2 separate regions of the Mus musculus genome follow, and region 1 is linked to region 2. Evidence: chromatin contacts called from public HiChIP or PLAC-seq data. All regions are on one chromosome and are shown on one strand. Each heading gives the region's core, a stretch centred on a gene start, on an enhancer-like site or on the middle of the called end of the contact. The rest is flanking DNA. Distances are from core to core; before and after follow the strand shown.

What was found. HiChIP or PLAC-seq counts read pairs in DNA pulled down with a chosen protein or histone mark.
Region 1: an H3K4me3 HiChIP or PLAC-seq map of bone marrow-derived macrophages shows a contact between it and region 2, with 3 times the contacts expected there. The contact joins the promoter of Proser3 here to the promoter of Zfp382 in region 2. A contact is called at or near these places in 1 of 115 datasets of contacts at active chromatin or transcription factors (bone marrow-derived macrophages) and 1 of 9 other capture datasets (adipose tissue).

Annotation. Positions count from the first base shown.
Region 1 is chr7:30,548,402-30,554,115 of GRCm38.p6, forward strand. Proser3 (proline and serine rich 3) reads right to left here and starts at 3,904. Exons shown (of 12, transcript NM_001382459.1): 1 at 3,807-3,904; 2 at 2,357-2,433; 3 at 1,206-1,302; 4 at 640-807. The coding sequence starts at 1,264. Hspb6 (heat shock protein, alpha-crystallin-related, B6) reads left to right here and starts at 4,900. Exons shown (of 3, transcript NM_001012401.3): 1 at 4,900-5,131. The coding sequence starts at 4,934. Gm38670 (predicted gene, 38670) reads left to right here and starts at 4,427; the gene lies at 4,427-4,503.
Region 2 is chr7:30,117,525-30,123,557 of GRCm38.p6, forward strand. It overlaps Zfp382 (zinc finger protein 382), which reads left to right and starts at 4,408. Exons shown (of 5, transcript NM_001081007.2): 1 at 4,408-4,552. The coding sequence starts at 4,510.

The DNA.
Region 1 (5,714 bases), core at 2,654-5,153, 430 kb after region 2:
GAACCTAGGATCCTAACACCTTACACTGGGGCTGCTGGGTCAGCTCTGGTTTCTTTTGTAACAGTGAAACAGAAATAAATGTTATCTTGGTTAGGCCATAATTATCTTAGGACCTTTGTTACAGAATCTTTTATTTCTCTATCTTTCAAATTCAAGTACTTACTCTAAAATGAGTGGGTTTTGGTCTTAGTTTGTTTGTTTGATTGATTGGTTGGTTTTTTGAGACAGGGTTTCTTTGTGTGGTCCTGGCTGTCCTGGAACTCACTCTGTAAATCAGGCTGTCCTCAAACTCAGACATCCTCCTGCCTCAGCCTCCTAAGTGCTAGGATTAAAGACATGCACCACCACCACCACCTGGCAACAGGTGCTCTTATAGTTCACTGTATGGAGGAACTGAGATTTCAAAACAACTCCAATGTTTGTGTGTGATTAATATTCCCAGTTGAAGGAAACTGAGACCAAAGCAATATAGGGAGTAAGTTAACAAGCAGGATTTGAACCCAGGCTCTACAGCCCTCAATACTACAGATGAAATGCCTGGTCCTAAAAAAGTACTGCATAAACAGCTCTGTCTCTGATAGTTATTATGGGATGCCTTCTTCCTCTCTTCCCCCGCCCCCCAGGAATTCTGGTACTCACTTGGCTACTATTGAGTCCTCGTTGTCAATTAAGTTGCAGGGTGGAGAGGTACTTTGTCCCTCAGTGGTACTGGCTGGGGAAGGGGTCCATGAACTAGATGGCCAGGACTCCTCAGACAGCTCATCGGAACTGGCTGCTGTGGCCTTGGGAGCTTGTGGCCTTTGAGACCTGGATGGACCCGGGATTTAAATAGGGAGAAAACATAAGAAGTAAAGATCAGATCAGAAAGGTGACCTCATAGGGGAATGAACACACATAGAGGGTGTCAGAAAGAGGAAACATCCCACACTGTTACCATCGGGAGGTTCAGTTAACTACCTAAGTGGGGCTGTGGTCAGGGATCCAGGTGCTAGAGAGCTAGAAATGCGTAGACCACCAGCACTGGGGTAAGGGGTTTCTCTTAATCTCTCACTGCATGCCTTCCTTCCCTCTAGTGGTCACTGACAGCTACCAGTCTGAGGCACAGAACTTTACCTAAAAAGTGTCCTCACGCCAGGGCTACACAGAGAAACCCTGTCTCGAAAAAACAAACAAACAAAACAAACAAACAAAAAAAGTGTCCTCACCTTGTGGCTCCAGTTCTGGTTTCTTGATGGCCCAAAGGGTTGTCCACCTTGGGGAACATTTCCAAAGGGGTTGTCTTGGGAGGTGAAAACTAACAGGCTATGAAAGAAGCAGAGCATAGTAAGAGGAGGACAGAAGCTGACAATTCCTATAGATTACTGGAAGAAATGTCTTGCGCATGCTCGACTGGCCAGGAAGAACGACGCTGCAACAGGATCCTTCTGCACACGTTTATTGGGAGAGCTTGACTGTAGAGGCGAAAAGACCCCGAGCCCAGAACTGGTGCTGCTTATATAGGCCTAGGAGAGGCGTGTCTCACATCTGATTGGTTAACTTGTCTCTCATCTGGGCAAAAGAACCTTCACTGCCTGTGTATGTGTGGTGGCCAGCAGTAGCCAACTACCACTCTGCAACTGCCACTCTGCAACGGCTTCCCACAGAAATGGACTACAATCCCCATGAATCATCACAACTCCCATAATTCCCATGAGCTCTAAGTCCCATGATAGAGACATAGAAGAACCTAGAAACTAGTAGTTGGTAGTTCTCAACTCTGGTAGCCTAGTAGGAGCTTTATTTTTGAGATAGGGTCTTACTCTGTAGCCATGATTAGCCTTGCACTTGAGGTGATCCTCCTGCCTCAACTTCTTGAGTGCTAGGACTTTAAAAATTACAGACTAATGCCAAATGTGTAATGTTCATCTGTCGTCCCAGCACTCAAGAGGCTCTGGCAGAAGGATCCAAAGTTCCAAAGCAAAGGCTGAGGAGATGGCTCAGTGAATACGATGCTTGCTCCCCGAACATGGGGACCTGAGTTCAAATCCATAGAATCCATGGAAAGCCAGATGTGGTAGCACAATCTGCAATCCGAGTACTTCTATACAGAGGTGGGAGGTGGATACGGGAGAGTCCCCTAAAACTTTTCAAGTCAGCGAGCCTCAGAGGTGAACATCAAAGAGAAGACCCTGGCTCAACATGGTGAAAGATGAGAACAGACGCCTGAGCCTGTCTGATTTCCACAGGGTGCACACACACACACACACACACACACACACACACTCTCTCTCACACTCACACACACACAGAAACAAGTGCACTCATACGCAAAGGCTGCATAGAGAACTCTTGTCTCAAAACAAGAATAACATTTTACCTGTTGCCTGCCTGTGGATCCTGTTCCTCTAACTGGACTGCCTTGCCTGGCCTCAGTGGGAGAGGATGTGCCTGGTCCTGCAGAGGATGTGTGAGAGTGGGTTGGTACCCATGCACACCCCCAGAGGATGAGTGAGAGTGGGTTCCCACTCCAGGCTAACAGAATCAGACTATCAGGAAACAGGCTAGACACTGCAACTTCTTCACACTATTCAGGCAATTAAAAAAAGATTTATTTATTTTTATTTTGTATGCATGGGTAGTATTATGCCTGCATGTGCCTGTGCACATTTATGTATGTGCAATGCCCTTGAAGACCCTGGAATGAATGTGAGTAGCCATGTGATGCTGAGAACTGAACCTGGGACCTCTGGAAGACCAGCCCCTGCTCCCAACCAATGAGCCCTTTTTCCAGCCCCATTCAGGAAAAACCTGGTCTGTTGCATAGTTCTGTTTTGTTTTTAACTGACACTAATTGTACAAGTTTATGCGGCACAGTATGATATTTCAATACGTGTATACAATATGTTACAGTCAAATCAAGGTAACTAATTTCTACCTCTTTAAACATGTTCCAAGAAGCCCATTTCATGAAGCTCCAATTAATTCCACGAGGAAAAAAAAAAAAAACCCAAGTAATGTAGCCAAGAATGGTGGTGGATGCCTTTAATCCCAGAACCCAGGAGGAAGAGGCAGGAGTTTAAGGCCAGCCTGGTCTACAAAGTGAGTTCCAAGACAGGGCTGTGCAGGGAAACCCTGTCTTAAACAACAACAACAATACAAATCATTTTAAAAAGCACCCATATGGGCTGGACAGATGGCTCGGTGGTTAAGAGCACTGGCTGCTCTACCAGAGGTCCTGAGTTCAATTCCCAGCAACCACATGGTAGCTCACAATCATCTGTAATGTGGTCTGATGCCCTCTTCTGGCACACGGGAGTATATGCAGAGAGAGCACTCATATACCTAAAATAAATAATAAATCTTTTTTTTAAAAGCATACAAATGAAAAAAAGAATGAAAACAATAGGCAAAAACAAAACATTAACAAAGAGCCACGACGAAACCGTACACAATATGTTTCCGGTTAAACCTGTTAAGGGAAGGGGGAGGTGGTGGCATGACTCCCAAAGAGAAAGGGGCAGTAGAGACTACAATCCCCATGAATCACTGGGCTCCTCCTAAGTGAAAAAGTTCATAGACAACACCCCTAGATGTCTGGGGCAATTTGGAAACTAACGAACTAAATTTTCAAATTTCTTTTCGACTCTTCTTCGGCCCACCCTGCGGGAACAAAAGACATGAGACACTCAGAGATGTTGGAGGGCCCAAACTGTGTGGTATCTTGGGAGTTGTAGTTCTCCTGAGATTGGGCGGGAGACTTCAGGCTCACGTAAACCCGTGTTGCCTTCCCAGGCCTCCTGTGGTCTCTGAAAGAGGACCAACCTCACCTGCAGTCAGTTTGTCGGCATTTACCGCAGCCTTAGCGCCAGCGGAGCTTCTTCGCGGAACAACCCTGCGCCTACTCTCCTCGCTAAGCAACGCCGTCAGCCCCGCCCCTTTCTGGCTGTGCAGAGTAGGAGCGCGGCCTCCAAAGCGACCAATGATAGACTAGAAAATAAAAGTAACTGGAAAGCGGCCGAGGGGCGTTCTCTCTTGACGAACTGGGAGAGCGTGTGTTTGATTGGAGCGTGCAGCAGTAATTGGCAAGACTTCAGACCAATAGTAAGGATCAAAGGCCGGGCTGACGCTTGAAGAGCGCTAAGAGTCCTGCCTTTTACTCAGTCCTTATTTCTAACCGCCAGGATACCTGTTGGAGCGAAGGCCTGACTCCAGCCTAGCTACTATTGCAGGGCTAACCCGAGACGTCTGTCTTTACTTTGACTGCTATCCCGTCCTGATGGTCACCTTAACCACTTTCCTCTTGAGCAGCTGGCCGTACTCCTTGCCAGGCCCGGGCTCCTGGCCCAGGTAGTGGGATCAAAACGAGCTATTTCGGGCCCCGGCGCGCAGCCCCCGGGGGCCAACCTGGAGTGTTCATGCTCATGCCCCCTGGCCGCTGAGCACCCCAGGCTGAGTCAGAGGCACAGAATTAGGCCCGACCTACTCTGGGGTAGGGTCTGTTCTGTGTCCTCCTGACTGCCTGGCATGGGTGCAGCATTCTCCAGGAGTCTGTTACTAAGACTGATGCGTCATCCTCAGAGCTGCCAGCCTGGCGGAGATGGATTAAGAGGACTGAGAACTCTTTGGGGGACTAATCGGGACCCAGGGTCCCAACTGCCACAATGATTGCCACACCTATAAGGGTCTGCCTCCTAGACTTTTAGCTTCCCCTTACAGAAATGGAAAAAGGCTTAATGACATTTCCCTGGTGTCCTTTTCCGGGCATCCAGCAGGCGTTTAATAACTGGCCAAGTAATTATTGAAGTTTCTAAATAAGGAATACTAATGCCTGAGTTTGGCCTCAATCCCAGTGTCCCTGAGAGGCCCGCCGCAGGGGCGGCACAGGGCACAGTATAAATCGGAGCCAGCGTGCGTTTGGGCACTGCGGGGCCCAGGGTGGCAGCGTAGGAACAGGATGGAGATCCCCGTGCCTGTGCAGCCTTCTTGGCTGCGCCGTGCTTCAGCTCCTTTACCAGGTTTCTCTGCTCCGGGACGCCTCTTTGACCAGCGTTTCGGCGAAGGGCTGCTTGAGGCAGAGCTGGCTTCACTGTGCCCTGCTGCGATCGCCCCCTACTATCTGCGCGCCCCCAGTGTGGCGTTACCCACAGCCCAGGTGCCAGGCCTAGGGAGAGGGCCAATCCAACTACTAACAAGACTGGGGGCCAGGAGGGGGGTCTAACCCCGGGCCGGGGGTGCGGGAATGTCTGTTGATTTTTAACTTAGAGGAGAATGTCACCCCTCAGTGGGGCCATTGGGTGTCCCTTGAGTGCGGTATTCTGAGCCCCTCCCCCCCCCCCCCCCCGTTACTGATCTTCTGAGGGGGTGAAGGGTGGGGCAAGTGAGCCGGGAATCTGGGGGAAAGGACAAGTGAGTCCCGACGGGCTGTAATGTTCCTAGGGTTGCATATGGTGATGCTGCATCTTCAAGAGGGATCCTGTGATTTGATGAAGGGGGTCTTGGGCACTCTAAACGAGGGGAAAGTACCCGTAAAGGGCACAGGAGGTCCCATGACCTAAGTAAGAACTCTGGCGATGGGGAAGTGGCATCTTGGTTGCTAGCATGGTGGGGTCTCGTAGCAGAAATGGTGACTGTGGAGTCAAGGACATGGGGTGGGGGGTTATAGGGTAGATATCTAACTTGGTTACCACAAAGAGGTGGACCCAGTATTTGAAGGGGAGGGGGGCCAGTTATTATGA
Region 2 (6,033 bases), core at 3,158-5,657:
CTGTGTGGGAGCTCAGAATTGTGGTGGGCTCCTCCAGAAGAGCAGCCAGTGCTCTTAACCTCTGAACAACTCCTAGTCCCTTATTTATCTGTTTGTGAGACAGGGTCTCTCTACATAACCCAGCCTAGCCATCATTGAATTCAGTAGGTAAACCAGGCTGGCCTGGAACTCATAGAGAACCTCCTCCTCTTCCTCCCAAGGGCCTAGAAAGATCTGTTGTTGTTGTTTTTGTTAAGAAATGTAACTAAGAAAATGACAGGGCTATATGTATAGCCATTGTAAGAATACCAAATGTGTCTGAGTCTCTCAAGAAGCTCAGACCATATCTTGGGTCTGTATACTGTCCTTTCCATATCTGACTCTCCACCTAAGTGCTTAATAAACTCACTAACTTTGCTTTACTGTGGGAAGCCACATAAGCCATTACAAGGAGGCGCTGGCTACCGCTGGCCACCACCCATAAGTTTGGGTAAACAACCAATGTGCGCATGTGCAGTAGAGTTTTTTTGCTGAGTCACTGCCTGGCCCAAGGTATGTAAATGAGGTACTGACTGCATGACCAATTGGGTGTAGATATGTAAATAAGGCCTGTAAATGAGGTACTGAATGCATAAACCAATCGGGTGTGGACATGTAAATGAGGTACTGAAAGCATAACCAATCGGGTGTGAGTCACGCCTCTCCTAGGCCTATATAAGCAGCACCAGTTCTGGGGCTGGGGTCTCTTCGCCTCTGCAATCAAGCTCTCCCAATAAACGTGTGCAGAAGGATCCTGTTGTGGCGTCTGTTTTGCTGGCGAGTCGGGCACGCACACTTTACCTTGGCTCATCTTGAACTTCTCTCCTGTGACTGTAGTCAAAGATCAGCTTTCGCTCAGTAGCAGTCACTTCGGGGGCTGCTGGTGGCAACACTGGACTAACTCCCTACTGCTGCTGACACAGTGCTTCAATGCCTAGAACCAGCTCAACAGATGCTGTCTCCTTTTATAGATGATGAGACTACTTAATGCTGTGCGGCTCATCCCTACTGAAGGCAATTTTCTCACGTCTTTACCATTTGCAGAGAGAAATAGCTTTGAATTCTGGGTCTATTCTTTCTTGTAAAGCTTGTATATCACATAGCCCAGCTTGAAAAGATTAGTCTTCATTAAAATATAGAATGTTCAGAAAGAAAAACTGATCTCAGACAATCTGATCTAACTAGGTAACAAACTGAAACAATCAACAGAGATATGGCCTCACAATTTAGCTCTGGCTGTCCTGGAACTCACAGAGATCTGCCTGCCTCTGCTTCTGCCTCCAAAATGTTGAGATTAAAGGCATGTACAAATGTCGTATACAGGTAGACATGGAGGCAAAACATCAATACACATAAAATAAAAAATAGATTATTGCCGGGTGTGGTGATGCACACCTTTAATCCCAGCACTTGGGAGGCAGAGGCAGGTGGATTTCTGAGTTCGAGGCCAGCCTGGTCTACAAAGTGAGTTCCAGGAAAGCCAGGGCTACACAGAGAAACCCTGGGTTGAAAAACCAAAAAAAAAAAAAAAAAAAAAAAAAAGATTATTAAAATATAGTTACCTTATGTGCATGTATGCTTTGCCTGCATATAGGTCTGTGTACCATATTTGTACAGAGGACTTAGAGGACAGAAAAGGGCTCCAGATGAGCTGCCATGTGGGCGCTGGGAATTTAACCTATGTTTTCTGGAAGAACAGCTAGTATCCTCATCACTAAGCCATCTCTCCCAGTGCTATCCACAAATGATACCTCCTAAGAAATGTGGTTTTCGGGCTGGTGAGATGGCTCAGTGGGTAAGAGCACTGACTGCTCCTCCAAAGGTCCTGGGTTCAAATTCCAGCAACCACATGGTGGATCTGACACCCTCTTCTGGTGCATCTGAAGTTAGCTACAGTGTACTTATGTATAATAATAAATAAATTTAAAAAAAAAAGAAACTTGGTTTTAGATTAGTATTATTTTGAGGAAGTCATTCAATCTGTGTAACAAAATTTGAAAATCTATTTTTGAGTACTGTTTCACATGTCTTCCTGAGCTCCTTAGTGATCTTGGATAAATTGATATATAATTTCCAAAGTTGTAGATACCAAAATGACTCATTTGAATATCATTGGCAGTTCCTTTTTCTCCCTACATACACTAAAGTATAATAAAACTAGCTGCTTGGTTGAATTCCTGTTACAACAAAGAGAAGTACCATTTAAATAATTTACGGGAACTCCGGGCACATACACCCCCCCTCCCCCCGAAAATGGCAAATGTATTCCAAATCATTAATAATGAATATTCCTGACAGGCACAGTTGCACTTTCCTTCAATCCCAGAACTCCAGAGGCAGAGTTAGGCAGCTCTCCAGTCAGCCAGGACTACCCAGGAAGACTCTATCTACAAAAAATGTTTTTTAAAAAAATGTACCAGATTTGGTGATATATACCTTTACTCCTTCTGCTTGGGAGGCAGAGGCAAGCATGTCTCTGTGAGCTCGAGGCCAGTCTGGTCTACAAGTGAGTACCAGGCCAGCTAGAGCTACAATAGTGAGACTGATCCATCTCAAAACAAAAGAGAAAAGGAGAGGAGAGGAGAGGAGAGGAGAGGAGAGAGAGGGAGGGAGGGAGGGAGGGAGGGAGGGGGAGAGAGAGAGAGAGAGAGAGAGAGAGAGAGAGAGACTTAGACTGCAGGCTGGAAAGCAATCTTGGGTGCCACATTTCTGGAGCTGTTCATCCTGGGGTTTTGAGACAGGGTCTGTCACCGCATCTTGGAGACTCAGCTAGGCTGGCTGGTTAGTGAAACACAGGGATATTCTTGTCTGCCCTTCCAGCACTGGGGTTATAGGCACCATGTCATATACAACTTTCTCTGTGGGTCTAGGATTGAACTCTGGTCCTCATGTTTGGGCATAGCAGTTTGGTGCCAAACAATATTTATAGGGTTAAAAGTTTAAATATTTAGGACAACTTGTGTTATTAAATATTTTTCTCAGTGAAACTACTAAATCGGGGGTGGGGGTGGGGGGACGGGTGACCATAGTAAAACCTGTATATATTTAAAGCACTTTTTGTTTTTGTTTTGTTTTGTTTGTTTTTGGTTTTTTGAGACAGGGTTTCTCTGTGTAGCCTTGGCTGTCCTGGAACTCACTCTGTAGACCAGGCTGGCCTCGAACTCAGAAATCCACCTGCCTCTGCCTCCCAAGTGTTGGGATTAAAGGCATGTGCCACCACTGGCCAGCCTTAGCAATTTTTTTTTTCCTAAAGTATTGGGAAAGAAATCTATTTTGAACAACGTGAGGAAATGGGTTGAAAAATTGACAGAGTCCTGCACTAAGAACAGAGCGAATCAGCTACAAAGTCTAGTACATTTTAAAAATCGCATTTCATCAATACAATAACCTTTTTGATAGTAGGGTTTTCCTTCACAAGAAAATCATACAATTGAGATTAAGTAGCACTTTCAGATGGAACAGTATTTGGTCCAAAATAGAATCAATCGGTGTGGCTTCGTCTATGGAATAACTGATTAATGCATCATATTGGATATAAATCCTTGGAAAATTATTAATGACACATAACTTCTAAAACAATCTTTGGAATCCTATCCTTAGAACTTCAATATCCTATCTTCGCTTGCACTTCAATCTGGGGGGGGGGGGGACGACGACGACGACTCCCATTGTGAGATCTCCATACAAGGCTGTGTGGTTTTTAAACCTGAATCGTCGTTCTAGGTTTCAAATACCAACTTTCTCCTTAATAGCCAAGTCACTCCACGCTGTGTAGTCTGGCAATGTCACCGGTGAGGCGACAGAGGCAGTGACAGAAACCTCAGCACACATTCCAAGAAATCATGGAACTTTTCATTGCCATCCCTTTACCCTCACCTCCCTGTCGGAGGAAGAGAAACCTTATGCGTTCTCTGAATTACCCTTGGGAAAGACATTGCGTACAGACTGAACAAGAATGCAACAGAGGCCACCCCTCGCGCTTTTCGACAGTTACAAGACATAATTCTCAGCCTAGGGTGGTCAAAATGAAATTCTACCAAACTCAGAAGTCAAAGGGGGTGGGGGCTGCGTCGGTCCCAATAGGATCAAAGCACAGTGCTGTCACAAGATCAATTGGTCACAGTATGGGATCGCAAACCGCTCGGTCCGCGTTCAATCACCCAAACCTAATCAGAATCAGTCTCAGAGCTCCCCTGTGGGCACACCCCACACTGACGCAGCCATGCACTCCCGCGCGCGGCCACAGACCGTAGCAGGCAGCTGACTCCCACCCGCCCCAGCCAAGGGGACGCTGGTGCAAGCGCGGGGCGAGGGAGAGGCGCGCGCGGCAACTAACGGGCCGCCCCGGAGGCTCCTGGGAGAGCGAGCCCCCGGCGTGAGTGCGCAGGCGTAGACGGCTGAGCGGAGGCGGGGCGGTTCGAGACGTTGGGAGAGGCTGAGGACCGCAGTGGATGCTCCGGATCTGGAGGGCGACCGAGAGATCGAATCCAGATGGGAAGACCGGGGAGGAAACCGAGAGGCCGAGCCAGGCCTGGTAATTTTGGGGAGGAAGAAGGTTAAGGAAGCGGGACCGGGACACTCAACGGCTGCACAGGGCCTCGGGTGTGGCCCGTGGGCGTGACACCGAGGATGACTGCCGGTGACCCGAAGGGGTAGTTTTCGTGTTAAACTCGAGGACACTCTGTCGCTGGGAACAGGTCCCTGGGCATCACGAGCGTTGCGTGTGAGGATGTGGGGAGCATGTTGTGGTTTGGCTCCCTCAGCTCATCCTGATTATTTGGGGGCGGGAGGGAGAGCCATAAAGTGATCGCGATCTTCTTGGATGTGAAAGCTGGATGGCGGGATTTTGCTTAGGGTTATAGCGGCCTGCGTCTATTTTTAGATTGGGTATGACTCCTGTAGGAGATTGGAGAATTGAAAGTGATTTGTGAACGTGATTGTGAGTGATTTTGCCTGGAATTCTATCATGTTCTGTCCTCGTGAATGACATGTGAAGCAGTAGGTTGATTTTTCTGAAGGATGTTTGAAAGGTTATCACTAAGCACACGTGTGTGTTCTTCTGTAATTTCTCATAATTTTGTGTGTGTATTTTTTTGGGGGGGGATTTTTTTCCCCCGAGACAGGCTGTCCTGGAAATCGCTTTGCAGACCAGGCTGGTCTCAAACTCAGAGATTCACCTGTCTCTGCCCTCTGCCCTCTGCCCCCTGCCCCCTGCCCTCTGCCCTCTCCCCCCGCCCCCCCCCGCCCCCTCGCCCCCCCGCCCCCCGCCCCCCCGCTGTGATTTAAAGGCATGTGCCTCCACCACCTGGCTTGTAGTACCGTTAATATTTAAATGGTTGAGGTATGCTGTGCGATCACGTATGTGTAATTTTTTTTTTAGACAGGTTCATTATCTATACCAAGTTGCCTCTGAACTCTCTCGTAGCACAGGGTGGCCTAAAACTTGGCAGTGATTCCCCCTACTTTAACCTCCCAACTGCTGGGATTCCGTGTGGTGTGTGCACCACCAAGCCTGGAAGTTATGTACTATTTGATTATCAGATTAGTACCAGCAAGCCTGCTTGAGAAAAATTTGAAGTAGTAACTTAGCAAATATAAAGATACTAATGTTGGAATGGAATAGGTAAGATTTTCATAATTCCCCGTGGTGAGGCCAATAACCTGGGATCAGGATGGTAAATAGGAAGTTTTGAGATGAAAGGTGTTGCATGGGAGCCTGCAGGAAGAGTAGCACTTTCCACACATAAATACCACGTTCTGCACATCTGTGGAAGTGGATTTTTCTGTTCCTAAAATTATTTTTAAAAGTACGCTTTTACTTCTAAGACCAGTCTCATTCCTGGTAATTAAAATAACCATGACACCAGAATATTCACTGTTGCAGTCAGCACTGGAGACTGTACTTAACCAAATGGGATCCCGAGTGATTCATTTGTTTTCTGTGTCCATATCTATAGTACTAAAATGTGTTACGCAGCAGCTCCTGAAATAACTATTAATAATATATAATACGTT